Regions from separate parts of the Rattus norvegicus genome. Here region 2 is linked to region 1. The links are chromatin contacts, called in public Hi-C maps. All regions are on one chromosome and are shown on one strand. Each heading gives the region's core, a stretch centred on a gene start, on an enhancer-like site or on the middle of the called end of the contact. The rest is flanking DNA. Distances are from core to core; before and after follow the strand shown.

Evidence for each region. Hi-C and Micro-C count contacts between places; a contact is called where the count stands out from the background.
Region 2: a contact with region 1 is called in a Hi-C map of psoas muscle, with 1.7 times the contacts expected there. The contact joins two enhancer-like sites. A contact is called at or near these places in 2 of 12 Hi-C or Micro-C datasets (Schwann cells and psoas muscle).

Annotation. Positions count from the first base shown.
Region 1 is chr4:81,338,484-81,344,667 of GRCr8, forward strand. All of the region lies in intron 2 of LOC102546824 (a long non-coding RNA gene), which reads left to right. Among named protein-coding and RNA genes, the nearest start is that of Npvf, 290 kb to the left of the region's middle. Within about 2 kb of position 4,003, at least 16 of the 93 cell types and tissues checked have an H3K27ac peak or open chromatin away from gene starts, as enhancers often do.
Region 2 is chr4:81,468,330-81,474,513 of GRCr8, forward strand. The region is part of intron 2 of LOC134486579 (a long non-coding RNA gene); the gene reads right to left. Among named protein-coding and RNA genes, the nearest start is that of Mir148a, 190 kb to the right of the region's middle. Within about 2 kb of position 2,757, at least 8 of the 93 cell types and tissues checked have an H3K27ac peak or open chromatin away from gene starts, as enhancers often do.

The DNA.
Region 1 (6,184 bases), core at 2,753-5,252:
CCAAAGTAAACTTAATCTACTTAGCAACAGGCCTAAGCAGAAGATGGGCGTAGCTGTGCCAAGAATAAAACAACTCTGATTGCTTCCTTCAGGTAAAAGCCATGCAGAAGCCTGCTTTGCCTGTGGTCCAGTATGACGCTGGTCCAATGGCGGCCCTTCTCCCCAGTCCACTGGTTCACTTTCATCCTGAGACTAAGACCACAGTTCCCTTTAGGGCTGCATGGTGGCTGCGGATGGTAGTACGAGCTTTCGGCTTTCTTTTTAGAAACAGGAAGGAGAAAGAAGGGTATGCCCTGCACGGGTGGGCTGAGATCCAGGGTATCTGAACCAATCACTGTCCAAAGTATGGTCAGGAGTGGCTCAGACCAATAAGACTCACTGGATTTGGAAGTGGACTCAGAGTATGTTGTACTTGAAGGGAGAGAGGGACAAATTCTGGGAAGGTGGACATAGCGTTCATGATGCTGCCTTTCTTACATCTCCTGTAACCTCTCTAAGCCTATTTTCCCTAACAGACAACCTCTGACTCCGCCACTCTGGAGCTCTGTGCTGGCCTCAGTAAATGCTCATTACACCAGATAAGGAGAAGGTAGGCCAAGGGAGGCACCCACTGCATGTAGACGCTCTTTCCTTCCAGGAACTTGCTCCAAATAGGTCCTTTCGCTTTCTGTAGGGTATGTCTAGAAAAGAGCAACACAAATCTTTGTTCAGCAAGATCCCTCACGTGATGATCTACCAGGGTATGATGTAGCTGGAAAAAAATAAAAAGGAAACAATGTAAGCTAATGTTTCGAATCCATGCGAAGAGTGTTTCTTGACTGGGGTTGCATTTGGTGTTAGAATGCATACCAAGCTCGCACAGGGCTCTGGCTGGAAAAAAAAACAGCAAAGAATACTCCTAAGTAGTGATGTTCATGTGTTTATTACATTAGTATACTTATATACTTGGAGTGTAATTATTGCTATATTAAAACAAAAGGGGAAGCGAAGGACATGAAGGGAGTGGAGGGGAAGTTACAGGATACAGAGCATGTGGGGGACTGTAAGGAGAATTTGACCAGCTGGCAAGCCCTTGGCCTGGGTTTGGTGATGGCCACTAAGACATAAGAAACTGAAATTTTCTATAAAGGAAAGCCTCTGATTTATAAGCAACAAAATTGTACTTGAACTCAAATTATTATGACTTTGGATTTTATTTCCTGTTCCCCTTACTAAAAGCACTTGCAAAGGGGGGACGCCTTCAGTCGCTTATTAATCACTTTCTCACCTGTGCCCTCAGTGGGGATGGTCTGGAATCCTGCCATGGTCTCACATCGTTTCAAGTTTGGGGAAAGATCCAGGAACCAGGCTTTAGGACTACGTGGGGAGTTTCAGAAGATCTGGGGACAGAGTTTGTGAAGAGTGAGCCAGGGATGTTCTCTTTCTGAGAATGGTGAAGTCACTAACAACAAAGGAAGCCAGCAGTCTGGGCACAGCATGCTCCAAGTGCCCTTGGGGCACAAGTGTTGCTGCTGTCCCAGGCTTCTCTCCCATCTGCTCTCCTCCAGAACTCAATGTATTCTTTAGATGGAACCTCCAGGGTCACCTGGTCTCCATAATGCTCTTCTGAAGAGGTCATTGAAGTAGAGGTACTGTGATCATTCAAAGTCCTCCTCATTCAGAGTCTAGACCAGAGGACATGAAAGGGCTTCGAGGTTGACTCTGTGACTCTGTTGTTTGCTCCATAGGTGGCTGGCATGCTGTGGCTTGTGCGGGGTGCTCAGCACACCCGGCATATCCACACCTTGTGTCCCTGTGCTCTCAGCGCTCAGACTGGCACCACAGACAGAGCCACAAAAATGGCACTCTGCATTATTAGCCAGGCTTGTCTGAGGTAACCCAGTATGGCTGAACAAGCTGTTGACATTTGTGTAAATGCTTGGGAAATCATTCCGACCTGGTTGAAATAGAGTCACTGTCTTGATCGCTTATCCATTTATTCTTACATAGTTGGCCTGGCTTCTACCCAACAATCTTCTCTCCGTTAAGATCTCCCCATGATATAAACCCGAGGCTTCCCAGCTCCTGTCCTAGTGCCATGGTAGCCGTCTGTTTAATTGATCTGCATCTTAGCCATCCCAGGTGTCAACGTTTGAGTGACAACTACAAATAAAGGGTAGCCTATGTGATTCCTGAGCATGGAAGAATGAGGAAGAAATTTGGAACCAACTAGAAGGTGAGCACATTTTGGTAGACCATCTATCTAGTACTCCCTTGGACCTCTGACTACACGCTACCATGCTCCCCAGAACTTCCTCCAAATTATTCTCCCTCTACCCCATCCTGCAGTCATCCTACATGAGCCCCAAGCCACTACTTTCTTCTGAAGTCAGCCCAAAGTGCCAAGGTAGGTTCTCAATATGGAGTACCAAGAGGCCAGGCCTTCAGAAAATGCACTTCAGTGTCTTCTGTGTGTGTTTATGAGAAACAAGAGTGAGTGGCCAGGGTCCTTTCCACTGATGTCTGCAATACTTTCCTTCAAAACACCTTTGGTTGCAAGGTTAAAATAACAGTAATGTTTTAAATATTTAGAACCGTCTTGAACAAAATGGAGCAACCAAAAGAGGCATTGTCTGGGTCCCAGGCATGCTTTTGCCTCCCAGTAATATCAAGATGCTTTTCCTACAGGTCCATGCTGTGCCGTCCTCGACATGTGGGCCAGCCTCAGCCAGGCCTTTCTGTTGAGAGCTGGTGAGCAGGGTACAACTATTTTTTAAATCCATTTTGGTATTTGTGGCATAAGCAAGAGGAGCATTTTTCCAGAAAGACTCTCAGTTGGGCCATCCATCTCAGTCAGAAACAGGTCAGAAGGTCATCCCAGCCAGTGTCTGACGAAAGTCCTGCAGCCACCACTATTGGCTTTTTCAATTGGGATTTTTCCCTGGAGGTCGGGGGAGAAGGCTCTTGTGTCTCAGGGGCTCTGCCAGAAAGTGAACACCATGGACAACCGGCAACATCTGCTATTAGAACCCACTTGGAAAAAACAACAGAATTGCATATGTGGTGAACAAAGGGCGCAGAAGGATGTGTTATCACTAGTAAAGGTTGAAGGGGCTTTTGGAGCAAGAAAGCTAGGGTAGAATGCTTGTTTTGTTTTTGTTTGTTTTTGTTTTTGTTGCTGAGTAACAACCATCCCAAATCTTAGTAGCCTAGAACAATACCAGGCATCCTTGTTTATAGGTTAGGAGATTCACTGGATGTCCTGCCAGTGTGGGTGGCCATGCTCACCAGAATATGGTTAGACCATTGATTCCCAAACCTCTATCTCCAAAAATATTTACATTACAATTCATAGCAGTAGCAAAATTACAGCTATGGAGTAGGAACACTCAACACGAGGAACTGCATTAAAGGGTTGCAGCGGTAGAAAGGTTGAGAATCAGTGGTCTAGACTTTCTCATGAGGCCAGGGGCCCTGGCTGGAATAGACTGATCTATATTGGGACAGTGCATATCTGTTCCACATGACTTCTCATCCTCTAGCAGGCCAGACCAGGCTTCTGCACCCAGCAGCCCAAGAGTTCCAAGAGCATGAGTCATCTATGAGTTACACGTGTTATCTTGAGACCTGATCACAGAACGAGGACGCTGTCAAGCAAGACGTCAGGCCAGCCAAGAGCTGAGCTGCAGAAATGACGTTAGAGGCAACTCCTGGGAAGAATGAAGAGTGGTTAGGCTACTCAGTGGCCTTGGAGAGACGACTCCCTCTGCACCACAATCCCTTTTACTACTGAAGTAAAACTAACAGAAGCACGCTCCTCAACGCACAGATTCTTTAAGTATTTAGCATGATGCCAGGCACACTGTAAGCATTAGCTTTCCATTTGCTTGTTTTTATGACCAGAACCAAGACTGTTGATTGTCATTACTAAGTTTGGTGATGATTGTGATAATGTTGAGGCTCTCTCTGCTGGGTGATGATTCTCCCGGGATATGAGCCTCCAAATAATCAGGACTTGCTGGCAACTCGGGTTGGCTCCCCAGCAGCTGCTGATCAGAACAGGCTGGCTCTACTCCCTACCACCCCCCAGGCCATTTGGTGAGGACCATTCTCCTCGGGCTGCTTGCCTCTTCTCTGTGTGCCTAGAGTACCTCTCCAGGAAAACCTTGCAGTGAAGCTTTGTACTGTGATTGCAGCTAACTCTGGCCAGCACAGCCTCCAGAAGCAAGGGGGCTGGCATCCTTCACCGGAGAGCCAGATTGATATTCCTTTCCACTGTCCTACCTGTGCCCAGGGCAGAACTCGCAACACAAGGACACAATTCAGGGTTGCCAGAGTAGGTGGCAAGCGATAAGAAAACTCCCCACACTTCTTCCTCTGCCGGGGACCAAGTGTTCAAACCAGCTGATGACTTGAGTCTTAAGTAAACAGACAATAGGCTGTTTTTAAAGTGGCTGTTTTGTTCTCGATGATGCTGGCCTCGGTGCCCAGGCAGCCTCTGCCCACGCCAAGGAGGGAAGGGCCGGCAGCTTGCTAACTTCATATCATCTGCCGCCACGGCCTTCCCATCTGCTCGGGGGACACGGCCGGACAATTTTCCACATATAATTGCAGTCCTTTGTAATTTAGACTGCAACAGAATCAACAGCTTGATCATGACCCCACAGCAGGGATTTCAAGGACAACACTGCCATTTTCTGCCCTGACTCAAAACCAAAGCTGGCCTTCCCTTGTGTGTGCCTCCCCCTGCCTGTCCATCTCAGGGGGTTCTGTTTATCTGTCTGCCGACCATGTTTTCTGGCCCTTCACCGTTTCTCTTTGTCCTTTCCCTTTATCGGGCACCATATTTCTGCCCTGCAAATGCGCTGGTTGTAACCGGACACCTCCCATAGATTATGTCGCCACAATAGCCATTGTCAGCTCTCCCTAGCTAATTGTAGCCCCACCCCACCTCATCTGGCTGGGGTTAAGATGGATGTTCAATTTGCATTATTTATGTCTTTTGCTCTGTGTTTCAGTGATGTACTTTTGCATAACATATGTAAAATTCTGCTGACGTGGAGAATTCATCTGGCCCGAGATGCTCAAAAGAGTTGGGGGCAGAAGGTGGGGGGACTCTGTAAATTCAAAAGCCGTCAAACAGCTTTGTGCTCATCTGGTTCTAAGAAAAAGGTGGTGGGGAGTGGAGGAAAATGTGCTCCTGGAATTGAAGTCTGTGTGTGTGTGTGTGTGTGTGTGTGTGTGTGTGTGTGTGTGTGTGTGTGTGTGTGTGTGTTATTCTGGACAGCCTAGTGAGCTCTTTTGTTTAAAGAGCTTAGGTTCTAGTTGAGCTTCAGAAGGTCAAGGCAAGCGATCCAGGTCTATGTTAGGCGCAAACGCAAGCCTGTTGCTATAATTAACGAGCATCTGTTTGTAGAGGAAGAAGCAGAGACTTCCTTAACATTACACAGAGTCAGTAGCAGAGCTGGGGTTCAACCCGGTTGGCCTGACTTAAAAGCCCCAGATGAAGGGACTAGACTACAGTCCTGGGGATGATTACTTACCTCGCGTGTGTGAGGCCCCAGTTTTCATCTCTACCAGCACGACAAATAAATAAAAGGATTTCGAAGGCAGTTTCTGATCCAAGCAGTCTGAGCCACAGCCTCTTTGAACGGATCCGTTTCTCATCCTGCCCCTCCTGACTCTCAACATTTCTGCATCTCCTTAGCATAGAATCTCTTGTTGAAAAAAAAAAAAAAGAACAGTTTTATTTTGGTCACCATTCCGTCACTGCTTGACCACATGGGGTGTGCCTCAGTCCCCAAACACCTCCTAGTCAAGTACAGGGAAACATGTACAGCCCGTGCTAGGCTTGTCACCTTCTGTGAAAATACATGTGCGTGCTTGCTTAGACCCTGTGAGCACGCCTTTGTTCTGCTGAGGTGCGTGCGTCAGTAATCCTGAGGCTTGTCCCCTGACTTCTAGAACTCAGGCTGCCCCAGGCAGAGGTTCTACGGCTCAGGCAGTGGGATGATGATGTGCGTGCTTACTATAGAAGGATCCTCTGGACATGAGACATTGGAAGTATTGCTCCAAACCAGATCTCACACACTCCTTCTTCCTTTTGTCAGCCTGTGCGGAGGACTTGTGTACCCGTATCTGCACTCCAGCAGGACCCTGCTCTCTTCACTGGTGGCACTCATTGCTTTTAATCTTGGCCACACCA
Region 2 (6,184 bases), core at 1,507-4,006, 130 kb after region 1:
GAAATTGTTGGTTCTGGGGGCTGGGGATTTAGCTCAGTGGTAGAGCGCTTGCCTAGCAAGCGCAAGGCCCTGGGTTCGGTCCCCAGCTCCGAAAAAAAGAAGGAAAAAAAAAAAGAAACTGCTGGTTCTGACCTGGATTGTGTCTACGGATGATGCTTGCCAGATGTGATGGTGCATATCTGTGGTTCCACTGAGCTGGAAGGAGAAAGGAGGATCCTTTGAGTCAGACACTTAAGGCCAAACCAGAAACACAGGAAAGAGCCTAGCCCTTAAGTACAAACACGTGAACAATCAAACAAAAACACAATACTGTGGTCAGATCAGATTTGAAAATATGGCGCCCTTTATTTGCCCATAAAACAAACAAGTGTGTGTGTGTGTGTGTGTGTGTGTGTGTGTGTGTGTGTGTGTGTGTGTGTTTAGCATCAGTACAAACCTATTGCACCTAGGCATATCTGCAAACCTGGAGAACCAGAGGGCAAGTTCCACAGCATTGGAGATGAAGCTAGCATTTCCAGCATCTCTAAATTACTTTGAGGAAAGCAAAGGTTATCAGAAAATGAAGTTAAGCTGGCTTTCAGATATCCCTGTATCATTATAATATTTATCTAGTGATTTATTGACAGAAAGTTAAATAACCAATCAAGTCTACATTACTGTTTAATACATACATATTGAGTTAACTGGAAGAATTTCGGGTCGCTTCACTTTTCTATTGGAATTCAAGCACACCATACTAAGAGACTGTTATCACTCTGAGGGGAAAATGCTAACTCTGACAGTAATGAGGAAGCAATGGACACACTGTCCTAGTAGAGTCTGTAGCTAAAGACCAAAGGTTGTTACTCCACGCACTGTGAGCTGGTCTGGGACCACACTACAGTGGGCTAAAGGAGGGTTCTTGGTTTTGAAGGCTGCTTTCACTGAGTAGGTGACTCCTCAAGTCATCCCTAATCTTCAGACCATTTTCAAAGAGCATCACTTCAGTATCCTGCCATGGTACCTAACAGTAATGTCCAGAGTAGCCAGAAGGGAAGCCATGAAAGACTTCATGAGATCAGATCAAATAAGGGCTCAGTACAGCACCCCAGAGCCTGTCCAGCAAGAGTCACACACAGGGATCAAAAGGAAAGAAAGGGGTGTCATATGTCTGGGCCCCGGGGTCTTGAGCCATCGCTGTGGACATCTTAACAGTGCTAGGATCAAGTGAGCATTGCTCTGAGGAGAATCATTCCCTGCAGGGTCAACTTTTTACAAATGGGCATTCCCTGGAAAGTCTCACATACCAGTCCCCCATCAGGAATCTCCACTTTGTGGAGCATGGGCCATTACATACATCAACAAGGAAACCATTTGGAGGACCAATGACTGCAAGCCAAAGGAAGAGGACATAGTCATTGACAAAGAATGCTTTCCCACTTGGCTGAAGACTACACATGATAGATCAAAACCATCAAAATAGCAGCTCTGGAGGCTGGAGAGTTGGCTCAGTGACTAAGAGCCCCGGCTGCTCTTCGAGACAAGCATGGTTTGATTCCCTGCACCCACATGTCAGCTCACAACCTTCTGGATCTCCAGCTCCAGGGGATCTGGTGCCCTCTGCTGGCCTCAGTGGGTACCAGGCATGCACATGGGACACATACACATATGCAAGCAAAACACCTGTGCACATAAGAACTAATTAAAAAGAATACAACTATAATGATAATGTAGTGACTAAAGTGACACACATATGTGAAAATGTTGAAGGAAGCCCATCATCTTGTATGCTATTTTTAATTAATAAAAATATAATAGAAATAGCACATAGGGTGTAGTAAGAGCCATTCTAAAGTCTGCCCACATACTAACTACCTAAACACCTACTTGCAAAAGCATCGCCATTTTGCCTATTTCCTAACATGGGTCACATAGAACAGGAGACTGTTGCAGAACTGGAAGGGGGCAGTAAGTCACCAATGGCTGTCATGTTTGCTATTATAAACACTGACCCAAACGGGAAGTGTATGTTTGACCTAAGAAACCACTCATGGGATGCACTCAGTATTCGTTATCATTGTACCAATAGCCTAATATGGGTTCAATCCATTACATTATAATTAATGATCGTTACACTAAGATCATTACCAGTACAAATGATGAGTAGCTCGCTGGCTTGGTTGGTCTAAAAGTCACGTAAGAACTAATGGCCAGGGGACCAGAGAGGCACAGCATTTCCGAGCACTTGCTGCTCTCCCAGAAAACCAAATCCCGTTCCCAGCCCTCAGCTCAGAGCCACCTCTAAGTCCAGCTTCAAGGGATCCAGTGCCCTCGTTAGCCCCCATGAGCACCTTCACACAGGTGACATACTTTCACACAGGCACACACACATACACACAAATAAAAACAAAAAGGACTCCTTTAAAAGATAACTAACAATCAAGAATTCTCCCGACAGGTTGAAGCTCTGACTCCACTTCCAACCCACATTACTGATTTCCTAATTCAGGAGAGAAGTCCTTCCCTCACATTTTGGGTAATTTGGTTATGAAGGCTTCAGCTGAAACTCTAAAACTTTACCTTTGCAAACTTCTGCACATGAAAATAGAAAAACTTTTAAAAAGAAATCTGAAATCTAAACCAGTCTAAAATACAGAAAGAATTTGAGAATTCTCAACCAGATTTTGAAACTCAGTCTTCAGTCCCTTCTATATATAACTCCAGAAAGGAAACTGTTGCCAGAAACCCATCCAAGCCAGAGCAGCCGGCACCATGCAGACCCAGCTGGACAGACGCTCAGCAGGGTTATTTAAGTATGATGGCTGAGAAACATTCTGTGACTGATATTGGAGTGTGGCATCTGTCAGCCAGCAAGCCATGGGCCCCCCGGTGTTTGGTACCAACTGGCAGGGTGGGCCCAATCAAACCACTGAGCCAGTGTCTCAGGAACCCACGTCACCCAGGCTGCCCCTCACTGCCCCAGCCTCAGGGAATGACCTGGGGATGACCAAACTCTATGGCTCCCAATGATGCTTAAACCAACAGAGGAACATACTGGATCTTAGCTGACCTGGAGTTTTCATTCGTACACTTGTCTTCTAGGCAGAACAGTGGTGTAAGTGGCAGCAGGGAGTAACTGGGGACTGGGACCTTTATCCAAAGGTTTCTTCCCCCCCTTTAAACTATGAATTCTACAAATTTCTGTCGACGGTAAACTTTCGCTCACAAATGTTTGTGTCATTGCTAACATTAAGACTGAAGCGTGGAGTCCACTTTAAGTTGCAGGGGTGAAAGAAAAACCGTCTCCCCGGTTAGAAGGTTCCTGTGTTCCCCGGCAGCACCAGGGCGGGATGTTTGTTTTAGGCCGAGAGAAGGCGGGCGGGCAGGCAGAAAATGAGCTGAGAAACGGCTTTTTATTTTTTTTCCATGTGTGGCAGCTCATTAATAACCAGCGAAGGATGGACTCGGGAAGCCTCACAGCACATATCTCCGTGACTCATTTAATAGTCCAGAGGGGTACGCTCCGCATGAAGTGTTCTGGGAACCTAGAGCCTTCCTCACAGCCCCTCTCAAGCAACCTGAGGAGCTCCAAGCTCAGCAGAGCTTCCAGAATTCTGAGGAAAGAGAATTGTGGGTACTGGGATATGGAAACATAGGTGCAGCGGAGCTAGGAACGGGGTCGGGCACTGGCACGTTGCTTCCCATGTGTGAGGCACTACGTTCCATCCCCAGCATGAAGAATACAAAGGAAAGCTTCATCCTCCTGTTGATTAGCTCGGGTGCAGCCCGTTTTTCCTTACTAAGCTTGTGTTTCAGAGCGAAATGCTCAAACTCACATCCTTAGAAGTCGCTCAGCTTTGGTTACACATTTGACAAGTTTGCCTTCAGCGTGACGAACTTTATCAGGCTATGCCAGAAGCCCTTTAAATCGCAGTTTAGTCTATAACAGGCTGGTCCCCGTGGGAGGGGTGGAGGGTGTAGATATGAATAGAAGAAAACATAAAATCTATATTTTGGCTAAAAGCGAGCACAAGTGGAGAACAGAGGTGGTTTTTATGGCCTGGTGCACCTATGCTGTAAGTAACATGAGTGGTCTTGGAAGCTGCAGAAGGACCTGCTTCCCCTAATACCTCAACCTAGACAAGGGGTGAAAATGGGGGAAGATGGCAGAGAGCCTCACTAGCTGCCTCCTTTGGAAGCGGTGTAGTAGGAGACGGACCTTGGAGTGAGAAAGGTCTGAGGAGATGGGAGTATTGCTTCTGCCTTCTTTAAAACCAAAAGGGGCTCTCCTGAGGACAAAGACGACAACCAACAAGTGAGAAATAATTCTCAGGCTCTCTACACACCTAGACCTTCTGTGCTGGGTAAAAATATCTGGAGTGATGGTCTGTCACTCTGGCCAGCGCTCGAGAAAGAACAAGTCCTGTTTGTTCCATGAAACTTCTGCACTCCCCCCTCACTCCCCCTCACTCCCCCCTCACCCTATTTTTTTCTAAAACGCTCAGAGGAAGTGTCACCCAAACTTAAGGAGTCCATCATTAGTGTGTCTAACAGAGGAGGTTTTTTCTTTTTCTTTTTCTTTTTTTTTTACTTAAAACTCTGAATCTATAATGAACAAAAGCAACTGTTCAGAGCTCTCGGGGAAAAAAAATCGCCCAGCAATTTAAGTAAACGGGCAAGATTAATGGATTGTCATATAACGGGGAAGGGAGAGTATTAGGGAAAGGGAAAAGCAGTCTACAAAATTGGTTTGGAATTCGAGTCTACCCAAAGGCCCCTCGACAGGAGCACTGCTGTCTGCAGTATTTCCCACTAAGCGGTGTATTAATGTGAAAGCCTTGCCTTGCACAGCCACCCGGCACTTAGTGGTTGGTTTTATGTTAAAAATGCTTAGCGTGAGCCCTGCGCTGAATGTTTGCCCAAACATCTCATAGTTGACGGCAAAGCGGAGTGCCTGGGGCTCCAAGTCTGTGCCTCAAGAATGTGGGTGAATGGGGACCTTCTGGCTGCACACCTGGATTTGTCAAGGCCTCTTAGCCGCTGCTGGGAATGTGCCCTGCCTGGGGCCTGAGGCTCTCCCCCGTCACCCCTCTGACAGATGAAAACACAACGGGGTCTGTTGCGTGACTGACACATTCCTCTCCTGTCTGCCTCTGAAAGGACTTTATTTAACAGGCTCAGAGTCGGGCCTTTTGACTGACAGATTGAGAAGGGTAAAAGTCATTCAGTTCCATTAAGCTCTGTAACTTCTCTGGAACAAAACACCTTTAAAAAAAAAAGAAGAGTGGGGAGGTAAAGCTGAGGAGAGGGGGGCGTGAGCTTTAGGGAGAAAAAAGGGGATTCTTTTCAGGTTCAAAAACAATCCTTCTCTTTGCCTTCTGTCTATCAATTAGGGCGGCATTCCCAGAGGGAATACAGGCCCAGCCTCATTGGTGTCATTCAGCTGCCAATCTCCTGACAGGGACACCAAAGGGCCTCATGTAGCGCTGCGGAAACTGTCTGTCAGGCCATCAGCAGCTGCTATGACGACATCGCCTGTTTTTCTAGGACGACTGATGGGTGGGGGTTCACACTAGCAGTCTAAAAATTCTTGGTTCCAAATCTCTGTTCATATTTTCCTTACACACACACACACACACACACACACACACACACACACACACACACACACCTCTCTTCAAATCTCAGTATGAGTTCTCCACAAAAACAACCCTAAGCTTCCTTAGCTGGCAGGCTACAGGGTAAATAAGACCAACCAAGGACGGGTTAGAAGGGCCTTTGCTTCTGGGAAAACTCAGTCCCTAAGCAAATGAGTTCAGTGGTGTGGGTTCAAATGAGTCCAAAGAAACAGGATTGGCAGTGAAAGACTACTCACTCCTCTGAGAGATCTGCCCAGGCCCAGAGCCGTGTGAAGAGCGGTGCAAGCCCACAGCAACTTCCTGCCAAGCCTCAACCTTGTTTGGGTTGCTGTGGGTTTCAATACCCCCTGAATTTAGCTTGGAAGCCAAAAACTCCAATGGAGCCCAAAACTCTGTGCCAAACTCAGCACCAAGGAGCCACTTCCCACTTCTCTAATTGTCAGCCTCAGTGCCTGCCTCCCCCTGGGACAGACTCACAAACTGTTGGGTTTGCCTCAAAGATCCTCCAGCCCCAGCTAAACTTACTGAAGGAGTTCCACATATACCTCAGCTTTCTGGGTTTACTG